Linked DNA regions of Mus musculus: all the other regions are linked to region 4. The links are chromatin contacts, called in public Hi-C and promoter capture Hi-C maps. All regions are on one chromosome and are shown on one strand. The core of a region is the stretch at or near the end of the contact, and the rest is flanking DNA. Distances in the headings are between cores, read along the strand shown. Region 1 overlaps Bub1b (BUB1B, mitotic checkpoint serine/threonine kinase). Region 2 overlaps Gm13986 (predicted gene 13986). Region 3 holds the start of Bmf (BCL2 modifying factor). Region 4 holds the start of Fsip1 (fibrous sheath-interacting protein 1).

Evidence for each region. A called contact is a pair of places that touch in the nucleus more often than the background predicts. Capture Hi-C pulls out chosen DNA fragments and counts their contacts.
Region 1: a contact with region 4 is called in a Hi-C map of cortical neurons, with 3 times the contacts expected there. The contact joins the enhancer-like site here to the promoter of Fsip1 in region 4. A contact is called at or near these places in 1 of 39 promoter capture datasets (the C10 cell line), 1 of 15 datasets of contacts at CTCF or cohesin (large pre-B cells), 38 of 484 Hi-C or Micro-C datasets (the 3T3-L1 cell line, B cells, the Ba/F3 cell line and 25 more), 4 of 115 datasets of contacts at active chromatin or transcription factors (embryonic basal ganglia, forebrain, large pre-B cells and 1 more) and 1 of 9 other capture datasets (embryonic stem cells).
Region 2: a contact with region 4 is called in a Hi-C map of bone marrow-derived macrophages, with 5 times the contacts expected there. The contact joins the enhancer-like site here to the promoter of Fsip1 in region 4. A contact is called at or near these places in 1 of 484 Hi-C or Micro-C datasets (bone marrow-derived macrophages) and 1 of 115 datasets of contacts at active chromatin or transcription factors (pancreatic cancer cells).
Region 3: a promoter capture Hi-C map of pancreatic islet shows a contact between it and region 4. The contact joins the promoter of Bmf here to the promoter of Fsip1 in region 4. A contact is called at or near these places in 1 of 39 promoter capture datasets (hippocampal neurons), 1 of 15 datasets of contacts at CTCF or cohesin (large pre-B cells), 7 of 484 Hi-C or Micro-C datasets (the N1E-115 cell line, bone marrow-derived macrophages, embryonic fibroblasts and 4 more), 6 of 115 datasets of contacts at active chromatin or transcription factors (astrocytes, bone marrow-derived macrophages, embryonic forebrain and 3 more) and 3 of 9 other capture datasets (embryonic tail, liver and pancreatic islet).

Annotation. Positions count from the first base shown.
Region 1 is chr2:118,627,192-118,630,861 of GRCm38.p6, reverse strand. Bub1b (BUB1B, mitotic checkpoint serine/threonine kinase) reads right to left here. Exons shown (of 23, transcript NM_009773.3): 15 at 697-959. Among named protein-coding and RNA genes, the nearest start is that of Bub1b, 31 kb to the right of the region's middle. Within about 2 kb of position 1,386, at least 7 of the 459 cell types and tissues checked have an H3K27ac peak or open chromatin away from gene starts, as enhancers often do. A contact at or near this core is called in cortical neurons and ventral hippocampal neurons, where this site is marked.
Region 2 is chr2:117,935,456-117,939,377 of GRCm38.p6, reverse strand. All of the region lies in intron 8 of Gm13986 (predicted gene 13986), which reads left to right. Among named protein-coding and RNA genes, the nearest start is that of 4930412B13Rik, 120 kb to the right of the region's middle. Within about 2 kb of position 2,532, at least 7 of the 459 cell types and tissues checked have an H3K27ac peak or open chromatin away from gene starts, as enhancers often do. A contact at or near this core is called in bone marrow-derived macrophages, where this site is marked.
Region 3 is chr2:118,548,095-118,552,179 of GRCm38.p6, reverse strand. It overlaps Bmf (BCL2 modifying factor), which reads left to right and starts at 2,494. Exons shown (of 5, transcript NM_138313.4): 1 at 2,494-2,640; 2 at 3,010-3,139. The coding sequence starts at 2,518.
Region 4 is chr2:118,255,552-118,259,297 of GRCm38.p6, reverse strand. It overlaps Fsip1 (fibrous sheath-interacting protein 1), which reads left to right and starts at 2,342. Exons shown (of 12, transcript NM_001374672.1): 1 at 2,342-2,498.

The DNA.
Region 1 (3,670 bases), core at 137-2,636, 370 kb before region 4:
CTATTTGCTTTTACATGTGTTTTGCCTGCATGCATGTTAGTACCCCAGTGTAGGGATAGCACCCAGAGCCAGAAGATGATGTCAAATCCCTGGAAATAGAGTTCAGAGGGTTGGGAGGTACCACTGTAGGTGCTAAGAACTGAGCCCGGGACCTCCACCAGAGCAGCCAATGCTTTTAGCCACTAGCTATCTGTTTAGAGTCCAACTTTATACATTTTTAAATTATAAATTTTATACTGAACTCATCTTGTAATAGAATTTATTTTTATTGGTCTCATTTTTTCCCAAATAAGAAACAGATTAAACCTGTTTTAGATTTAGTTACTCTATGTATGTAAGCATTCTGCTCACAACTTTGTGCACCATGCATGTGTCTGTACATGTGGAGGTCAGAAAGGCCAATGGATACCCTAGAACACAGAGTTGAGAGTTATCACGTGGGTGTTGGAAATCAAACCCAGGTCCTCTACAAGAAAGTGCCCTTACCTGCTGAGCCATTTCCTTCGTTACCTGAGTCTCATAACCAGCACAATTTACTTCTTCTAATCCTCAAATCCAAACCAATCAGTAACCTTCACCGACTGTGTCCCCGGGTCAGACTTACTCCCTGATTGAGCATCTGATGGACAGTAAGAGCCGATACCTGGCCACTGCAATTGACAAGCACACAGACCAAGAGAGAAACACTCCAGTCACCTCAGTTTCTTTATGATGAGGGCCTGGTGATGAACAGTGTGATGAGCCTCGGCGGCCTTCCCATCCAGATCCTCTTCCTGCAACAGTCCCTCGGGATCAGCAGCGATGCCCTTCGAGGACAGTATCTCATGGAAAGGAGTAGATGCCAAACGAGCTGCTCTAGCAAAGTCACAAGTGTCCTCAGGGTTGGGACAGAGAGTGACGTTCCTGAAACCAGTGATGATGGCGTCTTCACTCAGAGGCTCAAGTTCTGTGAGTTCATCCTAAAGTAGCCAAACACACTTTAGCTGCAACAGTTCAACAAACGCGGTACAACACACACATATGCACGCACGCACACATTTTTTTTTTAAACTTAAGACATCAGATCATTGACATGAGATTTAGAAATAACAAACCAGGACCTCAAGTTGAAGACAATTTAAAAAGCACAGGACAGAATTGAGGAAAATGATTTTGTTAACAAAGAAAACTATACTTCATCAAAAAATATACTGGAGGGGGTGTGTGGCTCAACACATAGAAAGGCAGCTTACTGTCCTCTTCCAGACAATTTCAAGCCTTCACTGAGGAGCTGAACCCAGAACCTCCCTGAAGGCCCATCCTCCCTGGCTAGGCCGTCCACCGCACACTGGGCGGTATTCTCCAGAACACAACATGTACTGCTTGCTCTCTTCAATCGCTGTGCTCTCCATAGCAACCGGGGAACTGGCGGAATCAGAATAACTTTCCCAAATTATTTAAAACAAAGGGGAACATAATGTGTGGATTCCTTCTCTGGAAATTCAAATCTCATAAAACTGGAGTAGAGCCTGTGTGTCTTCCTTCAGTCATAAAAGTCTCCTAGGCTCTTCTGAGTCATTAGAAATTCTACATTTTTGGATATAAAATAGCATTGCCATTCACATCTGTCTAGCTATAAAATCCTGTGTACTTTATCAGAAAATATTTATCAAGAAGGTAAATAAAAAGAGAACTCTATTAACAAGTCACTGTCTTCAGCGACTTAGCTCTTTTCCTTGGTTGTGGAGGAAGAAATGCAGTTGTTGTAGCTTCTCATACCCCCACCAGCCACCCCCCTTCACCCTCCAGCAATGCCTGGGGCTCGTCTGCACAGACTTTTCCTTCCCAAAGTATCAGTAAAGCACCACCATGCCACACAGTGCCTTGGGTCTTTTTACCGTATTTGAATGCCTATATCCTGTCTTTCTACCCTGGGTGTTACTAAATCTCTACTGGTAAAGAACATGAGGGGCGTGAGCCAGCTCAGTGAGTAAAGCCACTCACAGCTGCCCTCATACACACGCAAGCACACCCCACACATAAACACAAAACATGAAAAATTAAAAAAAAAAAAAAAAGAACAGAAAGAAAAAATGGTCTATATCCATTGCTACCCAGGCATTTTACATGTATGTCGGGAAAAAAATAATTGCAAGTATGAAAAGACTGTCAAATTAGTGACACCCCCCCTCCCCCGCCCTTTAAGACTTTTAGATATGGGAGGCTGGAGAGATGGCTCAGTGGTTAAGGATACTGGCTGCTCTTCTAGAGGTCCTGAGTTCAATTCCCAGCAACCACATGGTGGCTCACAACCATCTGTAATGGGATCAGAGGCCCTCTTCTGGTGTGTCTGAAGACAGCTACAGAGTACTCATATGCATAAAATAAATAAACAATTCTTAAAAAAAAAGACTGAGATATAATTCATCACTTCACAGTGTGGTGTGCACCTCAGGGTTCTAGTGTGTTCACGCCAGTGTGCTCTTTTGGTAGAAAGCAAGCAAGCACAATGCACTCCAGCGCCTTGCGGTCGTCCTCTCCGTAATTCCCAACTGCACTGCTTTATTATGGACACTTCGTGCAAATGGAAAAATATTTCCTGTAAGTTTCTTTCTATCACACCAGACCCACACATTTCACTTTATCTTTCTGAGAGGAGAAAATGATATTACCTGTAGCAGGCAAGGAGAGCACGGGAGTCACTTCCAAAGCAGTACTCTGCAGACACATGACTTCACTTACTGACCGTGAGGGTCGACCATGCTGTAATGCAGGTCAGTCTATCATTCGTTCCTTGGAATCGTCAAGTGATAGGCCACTGTGCTAATACGTATTTGATTTATGCATTAGTTGATCACATCTAGGTTCCTCTCTCTACCATGAGTAATATTTCCATATTAACTGTGTATTAGTTTAGCTACCATGGGTATGTCATGGATGAGATATGCTGTGGCTTTTAGTAACTACATTTAACTAGTAAAAATTTTTTTCCAAGACAGGGATTCTCTGCATTGCCCTAGCTGTCCAGGAACTTGCTTTGTAGGCCAGACTGGCCTTGAACTCAGAGATCCACCTGCTTCTGCCTCAGCACTGGGATTAAAGGTGTGCACCACCACCGCCAGTCTAGTAATTATTTTATGCTTTTATTTTCTGTGCATGGATGTTTCGCCTACATGTATGTTAGCATGAGTGCAGTACCCATGAGAGCCACAACAGGGCTGTGGGCAGTTTGTAGGCTGCCAACTAGGGCTGGGAATCAAACCCAGGTTGGTCCTCTGGGAGAGCAAGTGCTCTTAAGGGCCCCTAGCTTTAACATTTTAAAGAATGACCAGTGTGTTTTACAGAAGAGACTGTTTGTGCAATGTATGAAGGTTCTAATTTTTCTATAACCTTTGCCTGCAAACATTTGTTATTATCTGTCTCCTGATTACAGGCCTGACAGCGGGTACCCTGTAGTATCTCACTGTGGCTCTAATTTGCATTTTCCTGGTGATATAATTATGAATATCTTTTTATGTGCCTAGTTCACATTAGTGATTTTAATGTTTATCAAAGTCTTTTGAACAAGACCTAGCTATGTACTCAAGGTAGCCTAAAACTTACTGCACGGCCTAGGCTGACTTTAAATCTGAGATTCTCCTCAAGTCCACTGTCCATTACAACAGGCAAATTTCAACATTTATTGAACGTT
Region 2 (3,922 bases), core at 1,283-3,782, 320 kb after region 4:
TGGATAAATATTTATATATAGCATTTGTAGATTTGTAATGTCTTGAGGCTCTCCCTGACCACAGTGAGTAGTAAAAATGAGTAACAGCATAAAACTGTAAACATACTTATGTGTATAAAGGCAATGTTGGGTTTTCTCTTAAGTGCTTTGGACTCTGGAGTTAGGAAAGCACACTGACACTAGAATTCTTTGTATAAGAAGAAGAATGTCCTTCTTAATGGGTGGGAAGGATAATGGAAATTGAAAACAAGGGTTGCTGAAGCATCTTCTAGCAGCAAAGATCTTTCACTCAGTTGCACATTGAATAGCTCAAGCATTAGGAATTCTTCATCTTAAGAAGAAAGAAGTCAGGATAGCTAAATGTGGGCCTTTGTTAGGCTCAGGGCATCTGCTGAATTGCTACGATCGTCCTAAGACCCACATGGGCTCATTCATTGTTTTATTTGAGTTCAGCGAATTCCTGCTATTGGGACCAAAATAAGAGGCCATGAAAGCCCTGAAATCCAGGGAAAGATTTAACCAAAGCCCCTGGGGAGAAGGGGACAGCTGGACAATGTGTAGTGATTTCGAGTAGTGTCAATTGTAGACACATGTCCTTTCACACTGTGACCCTTGATGATAGACCAAAACAGGTGTCATTGTGAAAAAGACTGAGTGTTGCTTGGGTCACCAGCCACCCGCCTTACCAGTCTCCTGCCTCAGCAGCCACCCGCTTTGGAGCACCCTCCATTTCTTCAGGGTGAGATGGAAGAGATTTCCTTGCTGTAGGTTTCCCTGGCTGGGCACATTCTGGCCACCGTCCAGATATTTATTGAATAGTGTGCTTAGAGAAGGAATTGGAGGAGTTTTCCTAAAAAGGCTCAGCTAATAAATATTTCAGGCTTGCCGTCTGTATGGGCCCGGCTGTAACTACTCAGTCCTAAAAGCAGCAGAAATTCCACTCTGAGAGGACAATCCTGCCCGTGTCTGCAGCACGTTACCCACACCATGGGAGAGTGAGCTGGAATTTGCTTACGCTTGGGCATGGGTAATTTTCCATTTATTCATTATTAAACTGTTCATTAATTCAGTAAGTGTTTATTGGGAAGATATTAGGTGTTAGATATAAAAATACAACAGAGAATTGATCATCAACGTCTCAGAAAAAAAGAGCTAAAACTCTAATTTGTATTTCTTCTCAGTATAGTAAACAGTTACTATTGAATTTTAAAAATACATACTAAAACAAAAAATTTACAGGCTAACCTCTCTCATTGTCAAATATTTAAAAATATTAATCAGAATATATTAGCAAAAAAAAAATCTAACAACCTTTAAAATGAGTTTATATTATGAAAAACATGAGCTTAAGAACCCATGGTTGGGCTAGCCAAGTGGGATATTTCATTCCAGTCAGCAAAGGAGCTCTCTGTGGAAGCCTGCTAACCTGAATTCGATACCCAGAATGCACATTAAAGAGAGAACTAACTCCACAAATTTGTCCTTTAATGTCCACCAAGGTGTTGTGGCACATATGACCCCTCTCCACCCACCACCACATCATGCACACACGGGCAGAATAACCAGTACAATTAAAACAAAAGTTTTAAAAAGTTGGTTTAATGTTTTATAACACACAATTTACTTATAGACCTTTTTAAAGGGAAAAAAAAGTATCTTATCTTGTTAATGGGCACAGGGCATAGCTGGTACAATTCAATTCTGTCCACGAATGAAGCAGTCTTTGGCCCCCTCCCCCATAAGTTCATGAGAAGGTCTTTGAAATGACAGCACTAGTTAACATGCCTTCTTGGATAGGGAAATATCACAAGGCCCTACCTTTAGATAAAGATCTATCTATAGGCATTAAAGTAAGAACAAGTCTTTCCTAAGGATGTGCCCTCTGATAGGTTATCCAATCCCAAGTGTTAAACTCTAACCATGTATATAGGAGCAGAACCAAATGGACTCAAGTGATTATATTTATACACACATATGCATATATAAATAAAAGTAAATAATAGTAAAGAAGAATGTTAGTGGAAAGAGACAGGCATCAAATAGTGTGAATTCAATATCACATGTGAAATTCTCAAAAAATCAATTGAATGGAAAACATTAGTTGTAAAATCTTGAGAGGTATCCTATGTGGCACCGGAGATGGAGCAATAGAAACAAATGTCACTACTTTGATTCAGTTTTGCACTATAAGTCATCAGTGCAATAAGGCAGGAAAAAAAATCAATGTAAAATTTACAGTATATCAAGAATTGGACAAATCTACAGCTTCACTATTAAAATAAACTGTGGAATTTAACAGGCCATTTACCATCTGCTACAGAGTGAATATATAAAACATAGTTCCATTTCTACACATCGTCAATAAATAATTTGAATTTGAACATGAAATAGTTTAAAGCTTATCCAAAGAATAATTGTTCGGGAGCGTAGGAAAAGAAACTTAAAATCTTTAACCAGAAGCCTAAAGGAAACTTAACAGGAAGTGAAAGGAGGAAAAAATGTGAATCTCGGGACTGAGCTGCACAGCTTCTTAGTGGTTTCCTTGAAAAAGAGGAAAGAGGTAACTATTTAAACGTACATTATACATATATAAGATGTCTCCATGGAAACTTAAGGTTTCATTATGGGAATAATTATGTATGGGGAAAGCTGCCATACAGTTTATCTGTAAATGTTGTGTTTGCTAAGATTTCCCCCGTTCTTCCTAATTTCCTCCTTTCCTATCTTAGATTTGGTGATGTCACAGTCCATATAGCAGCCCGCCCAAGCTGACCCCACATCATCTTACTATGTGTGGTTTTTCTTTGTACCCTGGTCCATTCTGTGCTGGGATCTCTGTCTCATTCAGTCTCGTCTATCCCCATGCCTCTCCTCCTCTCTCCCCTCTTCCTCTCTCAACCCTCCCCTCCCTTCCAGTCTCCTTTTCTCTTCTCTTTCTTACTCCTCTGCTCTCTGTTTTTTCTCTGCAAATATTCTCCTCCAGTGAAGCTGGTCAACTGGTGAGCTTGTGAGTCACAAACACAGAGTTAGAGTTGATTAAATATTTTAGAGAAAGAGCCTCCACCCAACCAGGTGCTGAAATGTATTTTGAGCACTGAGAAGCAAAGAGTAAATCTGAAGACTAGCTCTGCTGATCACCCAGCCATGGGTCTTAAGTGTCTAGATGCGCATCTAGCATGTGGGTGTTCAGTATTGAAGAGGTTGTGATTAAATAAACAAATGAATGAATATGTATTTGAGCTGTTGGGCCACTGGTCCCCTTGAAATAGAAAATTACCTCTAAATGGGAGATGAGCACATTGGCCCTGGGGTAGGAAGGCTCTCAGCACTTCAGTTCAAGAAAGCCAAAGCCACTCCTACTAGCTAGGTAGCTGGGCAGCCAGAGAAGAGGGCATTCATCCCATCCTGCTCCCTGTAGACACACACAGCAGATAGCATCTGGAAATGACACTCTGTTTTTGGGGCTGGACATGACTTTGTCTGTGGAGACTTGCTGAATAAGGTTTCAGACATTTGCCCTGATTTTGGAGTTGAACATTTGTTCTTTAGATTTAAAAGTGATAATGAAGTTATAATCCAGGAGCGAGCTCTGTGTTTGGGAAAAAGATCTATGTATAGGATATTTAACTATGCTAGACAGAGCTGGAACCTGGCCTATGACCAAGCCAACTTGGCCTCAGCACATGAGAAAGTGGCCAGGGAAACCTGTGCTGGATCCCACCTTATACTGGAAGAGGTTGACATCCTTGGGGCCTCTTCACTGTGGCAAATCCAGACAGGGACAAGGTGGGAGATTTCTCTAAACGGATGCTGGCAGTTTAGCCATTGCTATGGAAAAGTGATCATTTGCAATGCAAGCCACTTAATGAGTATTTAACCTGCCCCATTGGCTACAAAGTGTGTTAACATTCCTCCAAGGCTC
Region 3 (4,085 bases), core at 1,245-3,744, 290 kb before region 4:
GGCAAGCCCCCAGTTAAATGCTTTCTGTTGTAAGAGTTGCCATGATCAGGGTGTCTCTTCCCAGCAATAGAACAGTGACTGAGACAGCCCCCAAGAGATGCACTTGAGCCGCCTTAGGCACAGGCCCAAGTGGAACACCAATGGTGAGAATGAAGGGAAGGGACGGAAGGAGTTCAGTGCATGAGGAGCAGAGGTGGCTTCCTCATGCTTTGCTGAGCTACATGGGTCCAAGGTCACCCTGACCCTCTGACATTCTCACTTGGCCAAGCCTCCTGGAAGGATAATGTACCTCCCTTTGGCTCCAGCATCTCTTGTTGGACAGCTATCAACTCCTGGCAGGCTTGGGCTACTGGCCAATCCTACTTGACCCTTCCCTTTGTCTTTCCCCTCATTCCTGTACTCTGGGATTAGCATTTTCTTACAGGAGCAACCGCAGAGCACAGCCCTCTGCGGGCCTGCTTCACTCTTCTTTCAGATGGTTTTGAGAGAACAAAGAAAATAATAGACAGTAAAAGCCCAGGAGCCTGGCAGGAGGGTGCAGGGCTGCAATCCCAGCTTTTGGGAGCTGGAGGCAGAAGGTCATCATTGTCTACATACAGAGTTTGAGGTCAGCCTGGTACACACAAGGCACTATCTCAAAAAAAAGGGGGGGGGCTCTGCAGTGAAGTTCGCTTGTTGCTCTTGCAGAGGACTAGTGTTTGGTTCTCAGCACCCACATGGTGGCTCACACCCATCCTTAACTCCAATTTCAGGAGATTCCACCCCCTCTTATAGTCCCCTTGGGCATCAGGCACACACCTGGTACACACACATGCATGAAGGCAAAACACCCACACGAATAAAGTAAAAATAAATATATCTAAAAACAATTAAAAAAGAAAAACAGAAAGAAAGAAACCAAAGTAAATAAATAAAAATTTTAAAACAAAAAATAGCCAAAGACAATTGAGTCTGGGAGCCCCAGATCCAGCCAGCTTGTATCTTAGAGCAGACTGTAAGTAGAGACTGTAACTAAGCCCAGCTTCTCTGCTTTGCCCGTGTCTCTATTGCAGCTCATTTAGGTTGTGGCAGGGCTCTGTTCCTTTCACTGATTTCTGCCTCCCCACTCAGTTTTCCCCAAAATTCATCTTCTGTAAAATCTTTGCTACCAGTCCTCTATAAAGTAATTCCTTGGGGCTGAAGAGATGGCTCAGTGGTTAAAAGCACTGGTTGCTCTTCCAGAGGACCCAGGTTCAATTCCAAGAACTCACACGGCAGTTCATAGCTGTCTGTAACTCTGGTTCCGGATGACACGCTGTCACAAAGACATACATACAGGCGAAACACTAACGCACATAAAATAAAAATTAACAAATTACTTTTAAAAAATACAGACTCCTCAGCCTGGTATTCCAGGGGGCACCTCTGCAATCTGACCTGAATCTACCTGCCCATACCCTCACATCCTAAATCATAGTGAAGATGCCAGAGAGCTTGATGGGGGGGAGGGGGGACGGGGGGGGCGTGCAGCTGATCTTGCTTTCCAGACATGTTAAGTACTTTATTCTAGCTCCCTGACCTCTCTGGGTCAGGACTGTTTTATTTGGTTTTTATTTAGTGAAATATTCCCCATTCTTCAAGGCCCGACTCAAAAATCTTTGCTTATTATCCCTAAAATAGCACCATTCAAGCTGGTTTCCATCATTCACATGTGAAGTATCGGTTCATTGAGGTCAGGCACCAGAAGTCTAGCACTTAGACCAGGACCTGGCACATAGTAGGTGTTCAAAAAAATGTGGAGTCATCCCTAGATTGGCCATAGTACACGAGATGCGTTTTGCTTTCTTAGCAGTCCAAGAACAGCCTTCTGCTGCTGCCATAGATAGGGCTGTCCGAGCTACCCCTTTGATTTCCCCTCTGCTAGAGTCCTTTTTTCAACAGTGATCTTCCACAGTCTAGAAGAGAGGACATGGCCTTTCTTTGCACTTGATGGATCCGAATGTCATTTGGTTCTAGATGCAGACACACGTGTTCTCCTCCAGCTTTCCTCAGACACGCCCAACAGGAAAGAGGGCAGTTTTTTGTTTTGGTTTTTTATTTGTTTTGCTTTTTTTTTATTAGGGACCAGCAGCTCGGTTTTTTTTTTTTTCCGCTATATATTACAAGGCGCGTCTGAAAACTCCCAGTCTCCTCCTGAGCCGGCTTTTTGGAAGTCCTGCAATAACTCAGCCCATTTCCAAGTAGACAAAAGTCACTTAGGCGTCTTGTCCCCCCACTACCTAGTAGAAAACCTAGGGACTCTCTGTCGTTTCTGGGGCTTGCATTAGGAACCGAATCCTCACCCTCTACAGCGCTCCAATTGCGCTTCTGACGGAGGTCAGAAATGCGCCCGGCCCCTTATAATGTTTCCAAGGGAAGGTTTGTACATTGGTGATTGTCCCTGGCAGCTGCCCAGCTTGAGACTTGGACCTCCACTTGCCATTGGTCAGTGGTTGGAGTGACGCAAAGAGGGGCGGGGCCTCATCAGCTGTTTGCGGGATGCCCGGAGCGGGCGTATTTTGGAAACAATACCGCGCGGTGTGCCGTGGCCTCCTCCCGCGCCAGCTCGCGCCTGCAGCAGTCGCTGCCGCAGCCCGCGCCACCGCCTCCCACCGCAGCCCGGTGAGCGCCCGGGCGGCGGGGGGCTAGGCGGAGTTGGATCGTACCTCCTCCGGGAAGTGGGGAGCGGAGTCGCGCAGCGCGTGGGGGCCCGGGGAAGGGTTTGGACTGCGGGCATCTGGGGTGACCACGGGGAGTTGGGGTGCAGGGATGTGGGAACGAGGTGCAGAGCACAAATTTGTGGTTGCTGCTCCAAGAGGGGCTTTCGGGAAGCATTTGGAATTCGGAGTTAAAAGTAGGTGAGCAAATGATCCTGGGGTCCACTGCCAAGCTCCCGGACGCTCTGGCCTCCGGGTGTAACTGTGGGGTGGGGCCGTAAGTTGTGGTGCATTTTGCCTCCCTGCGGAGTCTGAAGGCTCCTCTTCTTAACAGCTGGAGTTTGCCCCCTTCTTCCCAATCGAGTGTGGGCACCAAGCCCCCCGAGTGTTCTTCACCCTGGACCCTGGCGCAGAGCCCTGGCATCACAACTCGGAGGCTGAGACGCTGTCCTGGAGTCACCCAGGTGTGTGTGCGTGTGTGCATGTGCGTGCGCGTGTGTCCTGAGATCTTAGCCACTATTGAGTTCAAGGTATCTGGCTAGTGCTAACTCCTAAGAGGAGGAGTTTATATTGAGCATCCTAGTTGGATCGCCGAAGTTCTGCGATGGCTCCAGCGGACTTTAAGACCTTTGCTAGGAATAAAGCATTCCCTGGCGGTGCTCTCAGGAAGTGCCCTCTTCCTATCAGTCTGGACTTTACCACTTTAGCTCAGGGAAGCTGAGGGTCTCCACTCTTCCCCAGTTTACTTTTGACTTTGCCCAGAGCCCCTCCGAGGTTCACACTAACTGGAGAGCCACCTGCAGTTCTTGTGCAAAGTGGGGGGGGGTCCTCCGCGTTTTCAGAGCCACACCCTCTGGCTGCACCTCCCCCACTGTCCAGTCTAGGCAAGGGTTGAACTTTGGGGCTTTGCTGGGAGGGGGAGGGGAGTGATAGGCTTCAAAAGAAACACCAAGACAATGACTCCTGCTTGTGATTGGCTCTGGAGAGTCCCTACTTTGGTTGGGATAGCCACACTGCAAAGAAGAGGTTGAAGGACAGAAGAAGCACTGCTAGGTGACATCTCTTGGTCCTTTCATCTGGAAACTTTACGCTGGAGTTACCCCTTTCCTATCGGAACAATAGCAGGCATGGAGTCATTCTCCAGGGAAGAGGGCACAGGACTACGGATAGCTCAGGGGTGGGATGGGGTAAGGCTTGAGGGTTGAAGTAAGAACCTCACAGAGCTTGCATTTGGGAAAGTAAGGTTTCTGAACCTAACTGAGATTTCTGTAAAGACTTAGCCCCACAAACTACTTGGCTTGTCTTTCAAAGGCAATAAAGTGGGGATCGGAACTCCCTGGAATCCCCAGCAGTCTGATGATGACAAAATTTGTCCTTGCATCTCCTTAACCATTCAGGTGCTTGTTGATG
Region 4 (3,746 bases), core at 1,093-3,592:
CAGCACCACCACCCACAGAGAACAAACAACACCCAAATACAAAGAAAAAACCCACATCCAAATGATCAAATTTAGACATATTTAGAAAAATTATAATTTATATTCAATTTCTGGAAAATGCAGAGAACATTACTGGGTAGCAATTGAACAGCATCATGTTAACTAAGAGACATCTGATACCAAGGTCAAAAGAAGTTTCATTTTTGAGGGGAACAAAGAACACAGAACTGTAATTTAGCTATACTGAACCAGGATATCCCTGAACAGTGTCCAAACCACAGGAGAGGCTTTGTTGTTGTTGTTTTTTAAATAGGTGACCTCCACCAACAGTGGTTTATGGAGATACTCCACTGGCTAGGCATGAATCTTGACTTAAACCCACATTGATTCGTTTGTTAACGAGGGTACTCCCAGCTGAGAAGTGCTGAAGGCACAGAGAGACTTTCAGTTGTTTATTTGCTGGAACATTTTGTGCTTTGACTGTTAGCAAATATGCAATCTTCTCTCAGTATCTAGAGTCCACTTTTGGAAGGCAGTCTTAGGAACTTCTTTTTCCTCCCTTTGGGACTGCACAAGATCATACACAGGCTCTCTAACATACTAACTAGTCACTCTACCACTGAGGCACATCCCCAGTCTAGCCATTCATTTTTTTTCATATAGCATGCAAATCTTCCAGTAATTTAATCAATACCATGGGTTGGGAATTGTGATGGTAAGGACTTACTGTGAATTGAACTCATTATTCTTTCGTTCTTTTTCTTAAAATGTCTATATGTCTGTGTGTATGTATGTGTATGCATGTATGTATGTGTATACATGTAAGTTAACAGTTTGGTCATTCAGGACCTGTGGGCATTGAAAGGCCGCTAAGTGGAGAGTCATGGAGAGCCTGGAGCAGAGGGCTGGTAGGATTTGGCTGAGGTTCTGAACACACGTTGTAGGATACTGTCCTTCAGTATACAGGAGGTGCAAGGGAAGCTCCCACTGAGGAAACTACTAGTAGAGTATCACAAACATCTAATTGAGGGTGGGAACCTTGCAGATATGAGGAACACTTGGATTCAGATACACTTGAATGCAGGTCTGGTAGCATGTCCGACTTGAGGATGGTACCAAAGGTGCTGAGCTGAGCCTGGGAGAATGGTGTGGGGAAGACGGTATAGGAAGGGCTGCAGTGGGGAGAGGGGACTATAGAAAAGTGGCTTGATTTTGATCTGCTTAGTTTGCGAGGGTTCTCATGCCTTATGAGGTTCAAGGGAGTCATTTGACCTGGAGTCCGAAACAAAGGATCAATAGCACCCAGATGGTATTCACAGCCAGGGTTTTGCCCTCAGCACCATCTTAACTTGTAGCTGTGATCTTTGGGCAACTCAAGTCATACTTATTTGCTCTGATGAAAAAAGACCAGAGAAACACTGTATTTACCCCAAAGCATGAGGATAAAGGGGCTCTGAGTATGAAAATACCTTGTAAACAACCAAGGGCAATTCAGACTGAAACGCAGCAGAGGTTGCGCGGTACTGAGAATGAAGAAAGAGCATCAGTTTGGTGATCCAGGCAATGAGCCCTAATGCACTGTACACAGAGAAATGATTGGTAGCTGTGGAGGTATATACTGCCATCATAATCCTTCTTATTCTACTACAGCCCAGTCTTTACAGGACGTATATGTATATATACGCATATGTATATATACACTGTATTATACATTATACTTTATGCACACTGCTATTATATACACATGTATTACACACACACACACACTCACACAGCTCTCCAAATTTTACAAGACCTTCACATACGAGATCTGTTTGAGTTGCACATCAGTCTTGCAAGGAAGAGAGGATAGTGATATGGGAAGTAACTGATCTGAGAGGACACCTGGTCGGTAGAACATTCTAGTAGCCGGTGAGAGCTATGTAAACATGGAGATCCTCGTTCCAGAGGCCAACCTGAATATGAACAAACCATTCCCACCCAGAACATTCACTGAAAAGAAGGTTATAGGAGGGCCACAGTCACACCCCCTCCAATCCCAACCAGGACAGCAGTCTTCTTGTAACTTCCGGTCCCCAATACCCAATTCTTTTTTTTTTTTTTTTGCTTTTTTCGAGACAGGGTTTCTCTGTGTAGCCTTAGCTGTCCTGGAACTCACTCTGTATACCAGGCTGGCCTCGAACTCAGAAATCCGCCTGCCTCTGCCTCCCAAGTGCTGGGATTAAAGGCGTGCGCCACCACGCCCGGCTTCAATACCCAATTCTTGAAGGTACGGGACCTTTAAACCTATCGCGAGACTGTGATCTGCGCGCTTCTAGTTGCCAGGGCAACAGCGTTCTTTGAGACAGCGGTCTCCTGCTGCCTCTTTCATCTTCACAGAGGAGGCGGTGGCGGGAAAAACCGGTCCCCTTCGAAGGGAAGTGGAGAGAGTCAGTGTCTAGGCGTCCAGCTTTCTTCCCCACCGAGAAGTTGAGGGGCCGCACGCACCACGGGCAGAGGTTGGTAGCCGCTGGCCACGGCAGAGGGCGAGGTGGAGGTGTGGCCTGATGTGCCAGAGGAGGGTGAGAGGGCGGACTCTGTCCCCGAGGGCTGTGGGTGTGGCCTGTTCGCCCAGGCCAGCATGGGGTGGCCACAGGGGCGTGGCTATGTCTGGGAGTCTCAGAAGCTACTGCCCGGGCAGAGGCGTGATCTCTGCTGAAAACTCTTTCTGCATTAGTGCATCCTTACGAGCCTTCTTCCCACTGAGGTCTGGAGCACTAGTCAGTAGCATAGTCCTTAAAAGTGGCACAGGAAAAATGAGACTAGAGAGAGGGTTTGTAAACATTGATCTGGGACTTAGCTTTCCCAATGGAAGAAATGTAAACCAAACGTATAGGTAGATACCTTTGGGCATCCACCAGCCTGGGGACTATGAATAGGCCTTTCAGACAATAAGACAGGGAGCAAACAATCTGGAGACACAACCAGTTTTGCCTCATCACACCGGACGTGTACTATCTACACGAGCTGATCAAAAAATGTAATAAAACGTTGGCGTGTATGAGCAGTTATTTGTTACCATTAGAATCTGGTCACATCTCTACTTCACTGAATAGCATAAAGTAACTGGTATTTTAATTTTGATTCTTTTGGTGCACTGTGTTTCATTAAATGAGGAAATGTATAAAACAAAAATTTCTTTTTGTCCCAGTTTCCCTTTTTATTGTAGACCTCCATAAGACCGGGATATGATTACTAATAACCATGCAACAGAGTCAGAGAGCCATGTCTTGAAATCTTCTCTGCCAAGGAAACTAATCCATGGTTTTTCAGTTTTGCCTCAGGCAAATGTTTAAGGCAAGGGCAGAAAGCAGCCACTTTCTTTGCCAAATACAGGAATGTTCTGTCCTTCTGTCGCCCAGGTGCTAGTATTGTTTTCCCCTGAAATGGCCTGAGGTCCGTAGGCCTCTGCAGTCTGCCTTGCTCTCAGCATTATTGCCTTCTAACCTCCCACCAGGATGCTCTTTAAGCTCTTCATCAGCATCCAACTGCTTTCCTAGTCCAGAGTCTTATAAAAGAACGCCTTCAATTGACTTACAGCTTCAGAGGCTTAGAGTCCATCATGGCGGAGCAAAGGCACGGAAGCAGAAACAGCTGAGAGCCCACATCTTGATCTGAAAGTAGAAAGCAGAGCTAAGTGGGAAGCTGAGAGTCTATTGATACTTCAGGAGGCGCTTCCTCTGCCCATGAAATACCACTTCCTCCTA